Linked DNA regions of Mus musculus: region 1 is linked to region 2. A link is a contact called in public Micro-C data. All regions are on one chromosome and are shown on one strand. The core of a region is the stretch at or near the end of the contact, and the rest is flanking DNA. Distances in the headings are between cores, read along the strand shown. Region 1 overlaps Sipa1l3 (signal-induced proliferation-associated 1 like 3). Region 2 holds the start of 2200002D01Rik (RIKEN cDNA 2200002D01 gene).

Region 1 (4,697 bases), core at 1,275-3,774, 72 kb after region 2:
AAGCCAAGGGGCCTCACTGGGGTAGAAGCCACTGTGGCTGGCCCCCACCTCTTTGCCCCTACACCATGCCTCCCTGTGGCTTTGTCCCAGCTCCTCCCTGTCTTGCTGGAGAGAAGAGGGGGATGGGGTGGAGGGGCTCCCACCCAGCCAGCTGTGGTTGCCATAGCAACGGGCTGCTGCAGCTGCAGCGGGAGGCAGCTCAAAGAGGGAGGTGGGAGTGAAGACTGGGGGGAAGGGAGGGCTGGAGAGACCAGAAGGCAGCCCCCTCCCTGGCTAGGGTTTGGGAGATAGCACCTCAGCATGGCTGGCTGTCACTTGGGATTCCCTGACCTGGGTGTGGTTAAAAGTGGAGGACAGGAGGACATCTCAAAACACAGGGATTCAAGGAGACAGGCAGGGTGGGGTGGGGGTGGGTGGGGGTGGAGAACCAGGGCAATGGTCAGGAAGGAAGATGGTTCTGAGGCCACAAATGTACTGAATGGAAAAAAAGGACAAAGCTGGAGAGATACACAGATGAAGAGAGAGTCCCAGGAATTCCGAGGGAAGAGGACAGGGACCAGGGACGGGGTGGAGGACTAGTCCAGTAAATAATAGTTTAAAACAAGAAAAAGGAAAAAAAAAAAAAAAAAAAGCCAGGCTTTGGCAAGACCAGGGGAGGGAGAAGTGGACAGCTGTTTGGAGAGACAAGCAGAAAATGTACAAAGTCAGAGGGAGAAAATGAGATAAGGGGACAGGCAAAGCCCCCAGACAAAAGACACGGGAATGAGCGAGACTTTTGGTTGGAAGGCAATAAAGAATGTAAGGGACCGCCATCCAGGATGGTAACACACTATGTGGCTCAGAACTCCAACACTGGAGGCTGAGGCAGGAGGGACGGGGAGTTAGTTACACGTCATCCTGGGCTATAGCATGAGCCTTCTCTTTAGAAAGGGGTGTGGGGGTGCGAACAGACAACAGAAATCTGGAGAGTGCCAGGCAGATGAGGCCAAAGAGATAGGCAGACTGAGGAGAGGTGGGGGAGGGGCATGAAAAACTGGGGCAAGAAAGGGAAGGGACTACGGGGCGCAGTGCAGGCGCCTTCAGGGCTTGGCGTGCGTGTGCGGGTGCGCGTGTGAATTGTGGGGTGTTGGGAGATGGTGGTATGTCTCCCAGGCCAGGAGAGGATGTGAGAACAGTTTGTTCCCGGGTTCCCTCCCCCACTTGGCCCAGGTTGATGGGGGGAGGGCTGGGCTGGATGGGGCCCTGAGGAGGGTGGCGAGTGAGGATGTCTAAGTAGCTGGAAGCCCTTGCAAGGGCTGATTCTCCACTGGATATAGGCAAACACCTTTCGGAAGATATTTGGCGGTGGGGGGTGCGGGTAGGGTGCGAAGGAGGATCAGAGTTCAGCTCAGACCTGAAGAACACAACGACCGCTGATGGGATGGGGTCAGTCCTGTCCAGAGAGGCTGACTTCCCACAGGAGGTGAGTCTTCAGGATCTTCTTGGAACTCCTGAGTCCAAAGTCAGTTTGCCTGGTGCCTCGCCCACCCGCAGATGTCCACAGTTCGGCGAGACACAGACCCAGGACCCCAAGCTTCAAGCCGCCCCCTCTTGTCCTGTCTGGAGGGCCATAGAAATCCTGGTTTTGGCCGAGGCTTCAGGTCCGAGACACTTCCTTTAGCTAGATGACTCTTCCTTTACCTCTGGTCCCCAGGGACCCCTGGGCAGCTCTCCACTGCAATCCATTCCCTGCACTGTTGGCAGAGGGAGGTCCACGGCATGGTGGGACCCAGTGGAGGGATGAGTAGGTGGGGCTGGGCACACAAATGAAGCGGGGGATGGAGAGGGGCGTGGTTTGGGGCCGGGTGGAGGCTTCATACAAATCCCACCAGCATGGCAAGTACTTACTTTACCTGCAATCACCCGTGGTTTTGTTTTGAGACAGACTTCTTTTGTGTAGCCCTAGCTGCCCCCGAACTATGTAGACCAGGATGGCCTCAAACTCACAGATCCACCTCCCTCTGCTGGGGTTAAAGGCGCATGCTATCTTAACTTTGCCTGGCTTTTGTTGTTGTTGTTTTTTAAATATGCCAGAAGAGGGCACTGGGTCTCTTGGGTGTGCTGTCAGGCAACTGTGAGCGGTGAGGACCTGGGGGTCCTCTGGAAGAGCAGCCGGTGCTCTTAACCACAAAGCCACTTCTGGCCCAAAAGTTTTTCTTTTTTCTTCTTCTTTTTTTTAAAAAGGGCTTCATTACCACTTATCTTGCAGTCAGCACAAGGTGGCCTCAAACTTGCTATGTAGCTAAGGAAGACCTTGCACTCCTGACACCCGTTCACCTCTGAGATTCCCGATGTGTACAAACACAACTGGCCTTGAACTCTCGGCGATCCTCCTGCCTCAGAGCGCTGGGATTACAAGTGTGAACCATCACACCTGGCGAAAGGGGCCCATCCCCCATTCCCTTTGAAGACAGGTTCACAGTGCAGCCCTAACTCTCCTAGAACTTACTTCCAACAAGCTGGCCTAGAACACAGAGCTCCTCCCACCTTGCCTCCTGAGCGCTGGGATTAAGGGCTCGGGTTACCATGCTCGCCTTGCAGACCTAGCTTGTTTTAACTTCAGCACATTTTACATCCTGATGGTCAGGTGCCTAGGAAAGCGGCTGGCTGGTAAATGTATGCTGTGCAGCAGGAGTGTGATATGAGCTTAGGAGGAGGGAGCCAGCACTGGCTTCCAGGCAGCTGCAGGAGAACACACCAGCCATTTCTATGAAACGTTTATTTCCTTTGAAACCTCCTGAAACATGCCAGAAATCTCAAGACAGGGATGGGAAGAGGGGGAGGAAAAGACAATAAAGAATGATTAAAACAAAAATCCAAATGGAATAAATCAACCTGGAAAAAAAAGCCTGCTATCTCCAGTCATTACACAGAGTATCAACCTCAAATTAAATAATTTTTTTTTGCAGGAATTCTTACAAAAATAATAGAACAAAAGCAAAAATTAAAATTTACAACTGTCAATGTACATGATTAGGTCCCCCAAATGATTCGAATGGTCTGAAGATATGAGAAGACACATTAAAGAAAGAAATGAAGGGAGGGGGTTGGGGGGAAGGGGGAAGGCTCCAGGTTGGGTTCTGAGAGGAGAGGAAGGGGGAGGGGCTGGAGAACCCTTTAGAAAGGTGATCAGGAGACAGACATCACAGTAGCTGGCCAGGGTTCAGGACACTGGGTGGTCTGGTTTGCCACCATCATTCCATGGTGAGTGGAGGGCATGGCAGGCTGCTCCCTCACAACCAGGGGTTCCCCGGGGGTCAGAGGCAGGTCACAGGGAGCTCTGGATACCCTTTCCTCAAGCCCTGCCCTTCAGCCTGGCCCATCGGGAGCAGAGTGCCTGTTGTGTGTGGTAGTGGGCCCAAAGAGAAGTGATGGGTCCTGGTCTGAGGGCTGGGCCATCTCGTTATGGCTCTGGGTCCAATCTACGCTGCCAACTGTGCCGCCTGCTGCCCCCACGTCCCTCTGAGTCCTCACATTGACCTCCAGCCCACAGGGTTTGGGGAAATCCACAGACTGTGGCCATTCAAACGTGTTCCGGCACAACTCTACATGAAAAAATAAATATATATATATATATATATATTCTTTTCTGTTTGTTTTTAAAGAAGGAAAAAAAGGGGGAGGGGGATTTGTGTTTCCTGGGTGAGCAGCGTGCCCCACTGAGCTGCCCCTTATTGCCTTTGGAGAATCTCTGGGGGCTGGGGGCTGCACTGTGAGTGCTCCCCAGGGAGCACAGTGAGCGTGGCTGGTGTCCACTGGGGGATGGAGTGTGGCCAGGGAGACTTGTAAAAGGAAAGACAACCATACAGGGGGTGAAGGCTCTGCCTCAGCCCTGTCCTCAGGTTCCTCAAAGCCGCTGGCGTAGGGGGCAATGGCCTAGTTGTCCTAGAGGAGGATCCCATGGCTGGCCAGATCAGTAGCTCCAAGGCAGAGGGGCCTGCGGCTGCTTGGAGAGAAGCTGATAAAAAAGATCATATAAACAGTCCTAGCTGTACAAATGGGGTTTCTCAAAGGAGTGGATCTGGGTGCTAATGGGTCCTGTCCATTCTGGGGCCCCAGGAAAATAATTTAAACTCTATGAAAGTGCTCCTGGCTGCTGTGTGGAAGGGGGACTCGGAGGGTGATGTCCATGCTACCTGGAGCCAGTTCACTGGGGATAGAGGAGCCCTGGACTGTCAGGGAGTGGGGGAAGAAAGGGCTCACTTCGTTCCATAGTTCTCATGCAGGGGCTCCTGGGCCCCTCCCACCGACACAGCTCCAGGCAGCTGGGTCCTAGGAATGGGCGCTCCTGTGGCCTGCAAGGCGGCAGGGAGCAGCTGAGAGGGGCCTGAGACTAGTGCCTGGCGTCCCCCGAGTCCCTAAAGGAAGGTTGCAGGGCAGTGGGTGCGGGGCTGTGGCTGGATGACCTGTCACCCCTGCAACCAGAAGCCCACTGCCTGCCAGCCAGGGCGGTCTAGGGTGACCCAGGGGCACTCAGAGCTCCTTCTTCTCCCTGCTGAAGAGCTCTGCGAACTTGCGCAGCTGTTCACTGGCGGCCTGCGACTCCTCCTGCAGTCGCTGGTTGTTCTGCCGCAGGCTGGCCACCTCGGACTGCAGCACCACCTTGTCCTGCTTCTCCTGGGAGGGCAAAGGGCTGGGTTAGTAAGGTACGGTAAGGC
Region 2 (4,913 bases), core at 587-3,086:
GGGTCCTCTAACTCCCACAAATATAGGTACACACACACACACACACCCCCAAAGAAACATCGGGAACAGTGAGGTGGCTAAGCAGGTGAAGGGCGCTCGCTACCAAGCTCCTGCAGGCTGCGCTGACGTGCATACCAGGGCTCAAGTAGATCCATCACCAGGAACTCGAGGCCACCTTGGTCTACATGTCAAGATCCTGCCTCCCAGAGAGAAAGAGCGCGGGAGGGGGAGAAGGAGGGGGAGGAAGGCATCTGAGCCAAACCAAAAAGGAAATAGCTCTTCTAGTTTGTCTTCTGGAGCTGGCGTGTTTTGGGAGTGTTACTCTGTGGTAGGGCACTGGGCTAGTGTCTGTGAGGATCTGCGTTGCGTGAAGGCAACTGTCTCCCAGTAGGTGGAAGCAGCTAGGCCATGCTCTTCAGGCCGGGATCTACAATTCTTAGCCTCTCTTCTGGCCTTTGCCTCTGCAAAGGTTTGCTCACAGGGCTTGGGGGAGGTAGCTATTCAAAAGACCCTTCTAGGAACACAAACTGGAGGCCACAGAGGGGCAGGGACTCATCCCGAGCTGCCTGGCACTTACGGGACCCCCACTTTACCCTTACCACCCAGATCCGGACACTGCGGCTCAAGATCCTGGCCCAGGCAGCGGCCGAAGGAGTGCCAGTGCGTGGGGCGCGGAACCAGCTGCGCATGTACCTGACTATGGCAGTGGCAGCTGCGCAGCCGGTACTCATGTACTGGCTCACCTTCCACCTTGTACGGTGAGCTGCGGCCTGGCCTCCAGCTCCCACACTCATCTCGCTTGACCAGGGCTCCCGCCCTCCAGGCCCGCGCCCTCCTTCCTAGCCAAGGTGCTCATGTCGCCTACTGCACACCCGCAACAATAAACCTGATGGGCTCGGCGCAGCCTCCACTTCTGACCGGCAGAGGGCGCTGGGGAGCGGAAAGGGCTGCAAGTTTAATAAGTCAATGGGGGGCCTTCTTCTCCTTCTTCTCCTTCTCCTTCTTCTCCTTCTTCTCCTTCTTCTCCATCTTCTCCTTCTTCACCTTGGGTTTCTTGGCCTTGTCTGAGGAGCGTTCATGCTTCTTGCAGCCAGCGGCATACTCCTGGAGAGCCAAGGACGGTGGGTAGGAGAGGAGGTGGCCCGGTTGAAAGCTGTACTGGACCCGCCCCACTCACCTCGGCAAGGAGCCTAACGTGACCCTGACCGCAGCGGGGCCTGGGTCTGAGGTGCGAGAGGACACACTGGGAGAGGGACCGTCTCTTACCTTCCCCTCTGCCTCTGAGTCGCTGGAGCTGCTACTGCTGCTGGAGTCGGAGGAGCTGCCAGAGACACGCTAGATGGGGGTTGGGGAGGGAGTGGTTACAGTGAGGACAGGGACCCACTCGAGCAGCTTCCAACCCAAACTGGAAGGCTGATGTGTGGCCGAGGACCAAGGACGGAAGCCAGTTCTCATCTCGGGCCCTCGGGACTCGGTGCCGGTGATGAAGTGACTTACCCTCGGCTTGTGAGCAGCGCCTGCCTCTGGCCCGCCCGGCGCTTTAAGAGGACAGTGTTTGGGGTCTCCCACATGGCCTGCCCCCTCTGGCTTCTTAGAACCAGGGCCCAGGGCTGCGGAGGAGAGGGGAGTTACATGGTTATGTAGGCGACGTAGCTTCCCTTCAGTATTCCCAGGCTCTGAGTCTGGCCCCTTACACAGCAAATCCACCACTCCCCGGGGAACTTACCTGCGGCCAAGTCAAACTCCATGGCGGTGACCAGTCTGGATGGCCGGAAACTTTAGGCAGAGCCTAGGGCAGGGGGTGGGACTGCACGACCTGCCCATCTCAGGAATTCCGCGAAGCCTCACCCTCCGGACCTTTGTCCCTCAGCTCCCTGGCCCTGACTCACTGCACTGGCGCTCCCGGCTCCACCCAGACTTTCCTAAGTGGGAAGTGGGGTTAGAAGTGGCTGTAGGTGTCTGGGAGAAAGGGGGTGAGACTAGTCATCAGTTGGTCCCTTTGCGGGGGTACTTGCTTCCGGAAAGCCGTTCCGTACACTGAACAAAGTTAAAGTGCATTCTGGGAGCAACGAGGTCTGGTTCTCAGCTCCTCCGAGCTGAGATAAGTAGTGTCTGAAGAATTTGGTGGCCAGACTAGTGCGCCCTGGCGGCAGCTGAAAAGCACCAGCAAAGTTGTACCCTGGGGTGGTGGGGTTGAATTCCTAGGCTGGTGCTTGGCAGAGTGCATGGTGGTGAAATGTGTTGCGTTGTTTGGGTAAAGGCAGGTGTCTTAATTTGGGCTGTTAAACATAACAGATTAGTGCTTAAGCAGCAGTTTACCTCATAGTCGGCAAGGCTCGGGGCTGGAAGCTAGGCATAGGCAGGGAGAGAGCCCCAGTACAGAGATGGTCTGCTTCCTGCTTCTAGTCTTGGCTCTCCATGTCTGAATATAAGACCTCCAATTTGGGATATGGCTTCACCATGTGACTTTCGGGAACATCAACATTAGTTCTAAGCTAGGTACTGTAAGCCCACTGCTCAGGAGACTGGGGCAGGGGGATTGAAGACTCTATCATAGCCTGGGCTACACAGCATAAGAGTGCTGGGCTTGGTGACACACACCTTTAATTCTAACACTCAGGAGGCAGAGGCAAGTTGAGTTCAAGGCCAGCCTGGCCTTACAGAGTGAGTTCTGTGCCACCCAGCAATATACCTGACTCAAGAAAATAAGGAGGCTGGTGAGGTGGCTCATTGTGTAGAATTGCCAGGTTAATGAGGTGAATCTAATCACCCGGAACCACCTAAGAGAACTCACGCCTGCACACCGTCTTTGGACTTCCACAGGTGCACATCCAGGCACGTGCACACAAAACAAAACACCCACCTGTATATTCCAAAAGTGAGCGCCCACCTCTCAGCAGGAACAGGTGGCTACTTCAAGGATCAAGGTGGCCATGTGCCACCTTGGATGCCTGCTTAATGTCCATTTGCAGAAATGCCTGCACTGGTCATGCAGGCTCCACGCGTGTCATTCCAGCACATACTTGGTGCTTCCCATTACCTGAAAAACTTTATTTTTAAATGTGTGTGTGTGTGTTTGTGGAGGCCTGCTGCTGTCTGTGGAAGCCATCCTTGGGTTTGAGCCACTAGAACAACAAATACCCCTAACCACCTTCTAGCACCTTACCTCTTTACAGTTTAAATTCTTCCCTATAATGATGTTTGCCTATGTATGCACACCTATTCATGCCTGCTGCCTGAAGCCAGAAGGCAGTACAGGGGTCCCTGGAGCTAGGGTTACCCTTGTGAGCCACCATGTAGGTCCTGGAAATCAAACCCAGGTCCTCTGAAAGAGCAGCCAGTGCTCTTCATCGCTGAGCCACCTCTCTAGTACCCACCCACCCTCTTTTTTTGAGACAGGGTCTCAGGTAGACCTATCTGGCCCATTAGTCAATATACAGCCAGAGCTTGTCTTAAATAGCAGTGGACTCTATCTAAAACTCAACACCCACTCCACCAACCAAAGTAGTAAAGGCAAGGAAAAAAAAAAAAACAAAACAGCAGGGCAGAGGAACCGCTAATGTGTTATGTTGGGGAGGGCTTGGATTTGTTGTTTGAGACAAGGTTTCTCTGTGTAGCCCTGCCTGTCCTAGAAGTATAAGACTAGGCTGGCCTCAAACTCAGAGAGCCAGGCGCTGGGATTGAAGGGGTGCACAAGCACTGCCTAATTTTTTTTTTTTTTTTTTTTTTTTGGATAGGGTTGGATTTTTTGGTTTTGCTTTCCTGAGACAGGGTTTCTCTGTGTAGCCCTGGCTGTCCTGAAACTCAGTCTGTAGACCAGGCTGGCCTTGAACTAAGAAATCTGCCTGTCTCTGCCTACCAAGTGCTGGGACTAAAGGTATGTGCCACCACTGGCCAGCAGGGTTGGATTTTTTAAAGTGAAAACCTCATTGGAGATGTTTGGTTGTGGTTTTGAGGCTGGGTCTCTGATAGTCCAGGCTGGCTTCAGGCTTGCTATGTAAGTGGAGACCACACAGGTATGCCACCATGCTGCACTGGTTTGCAATTTCAAGACTCTACAAACAAGGCTAGTCTGTAAACCTTAGCAAGACCCTGTCCCAAAGGAATAAAAATAAAAGGGGTGGTGGTGGTGGAGGTGTTTCTCAGTGACAGCACTTGCCTAACGTACATGTAGCCCTAGGTTAAATCTTCGGTAAAATGCAAATTTTAAAGTTAGTGGACTGGGCTGGGCAGTGGTGGCGCACGCCTTTAATCCCAGCATTTGGGAGGCAGAGGCAGGCAGATTTCTGAGTTCGAGCCAGCCTGGTCTACAGAGTGAGTTCCAGGACAGCCAGGGCTACACAGAGAAACCCTGTCTCAAAAAACAAACAAACAAACAAAAAAACCAAAAAGCCCCCTCCCCCCAAAAAAGAGAGAAAAGTTAGTGGGCTGGGCATGATGACATAGGCTCTGGAGGCAAATGCAGGAAGAGTTTAAGGCCAGTCTAGTGTATAGAGAGAGTTCTAGGACAGCCAGGGTTACCTAGAGAAACACACTATTAAAAAAAAAAAAGTAAATTAAGGTAGTGTGGTAGGTTCCAGGACTACACAGAGAAACCCTATCTCAAAAAACAAAACAAAAACAAACAAAAAAAGCTAGTGTGGTAGGTACAAGGGTTCACAGGTGCGGGCAGGGATGCCACCCAATGATCTTTGATCTTCAGGGAAGGGAAGTAGATAAGAGGGGTGAGGCAGAGGTAAGGAAGGAGTGGGGCACCTTTGGTCTACAGCATTGGGGTGAGGGTGGGGGCAGGGCGGTGTGAACAGTGCTGACTGTTGGGCCCACAGCTCCTTACAGAACAGGAGGAAAGCCTGTCCAGGCAGAATATAAATTCCGGGAGGGTGGGACAAGTGACTCAGAGTGGTGTGTCCTGT

Evidence for each region. Hi-C and Micro-C count contacts between places; a contact is called where the count stands out from the background.
Region 1: a Micro-C map of embryonic stem cells shows a contact between it and region 2, with 2.0 times the contacts expected there. The contact joins the enhancer-like site here to the promoter of 2200002D01Rik in region 2. A contact is called at or near these places in 1 of 484 Hi-C or Micro-C datasets (embryonic stem cells), 2 of 115 datasets of contacts at active chromatin or transcription factors (the SCID.adh cell line and pancreatic cancer cells) and 3 of 9 other capture datasets (adipose tissue, liver and pancreatic islet).

What each region holds. Positions count from the first base shown.
Region 1 is chr7:29,317,632-29,322,328 of GRCm38.p6, forward strand. Sipa1l3 (signal-induced proliferation-associated 1 like 3) reads right to left here. Exons shown (of 23, transcript NM_001081028.1): 23 at 2,747-4,656. The coding sequence ends at 4,513. Among named protein-coding and RNA genes, the nearest start is that of Dpf1, 12 kb to the left of the region's middle. Within about 2 kb of position 2,525, at least 41 of the 459 cell types and tissues checked have an H3K27ac peak or open chromatin away from gene starts, as enhancers often do. A contact at or near this core is called in the SCID.adh cell line and embryonic stem cells, where this site is marked.
Region 2 is chr7:29,246,631-29,251,543 of GRCm38.p6, forward strand. It overlaps 2200002D01Rik (RIKEN cDNA 2200002D01 gene), which reads right to left and starts at 1,837. Exons shown (of 4, transcript NM_028179.1): 1 at 1,727-1,837; 2 at 1,498-1,610; 3 at 1,267-1,335; 4 at 891-1,104. The coding sequence starts at 1,748. The coding sequence ends at 964. It overlaps Yif1b (Yip1 interacting factor homolog B (S. cerevisiae)), which reads left to right. Exons shown (of 8, transcript NM_001110201.1): 8 at 607-902. The coding sequence ends at 762.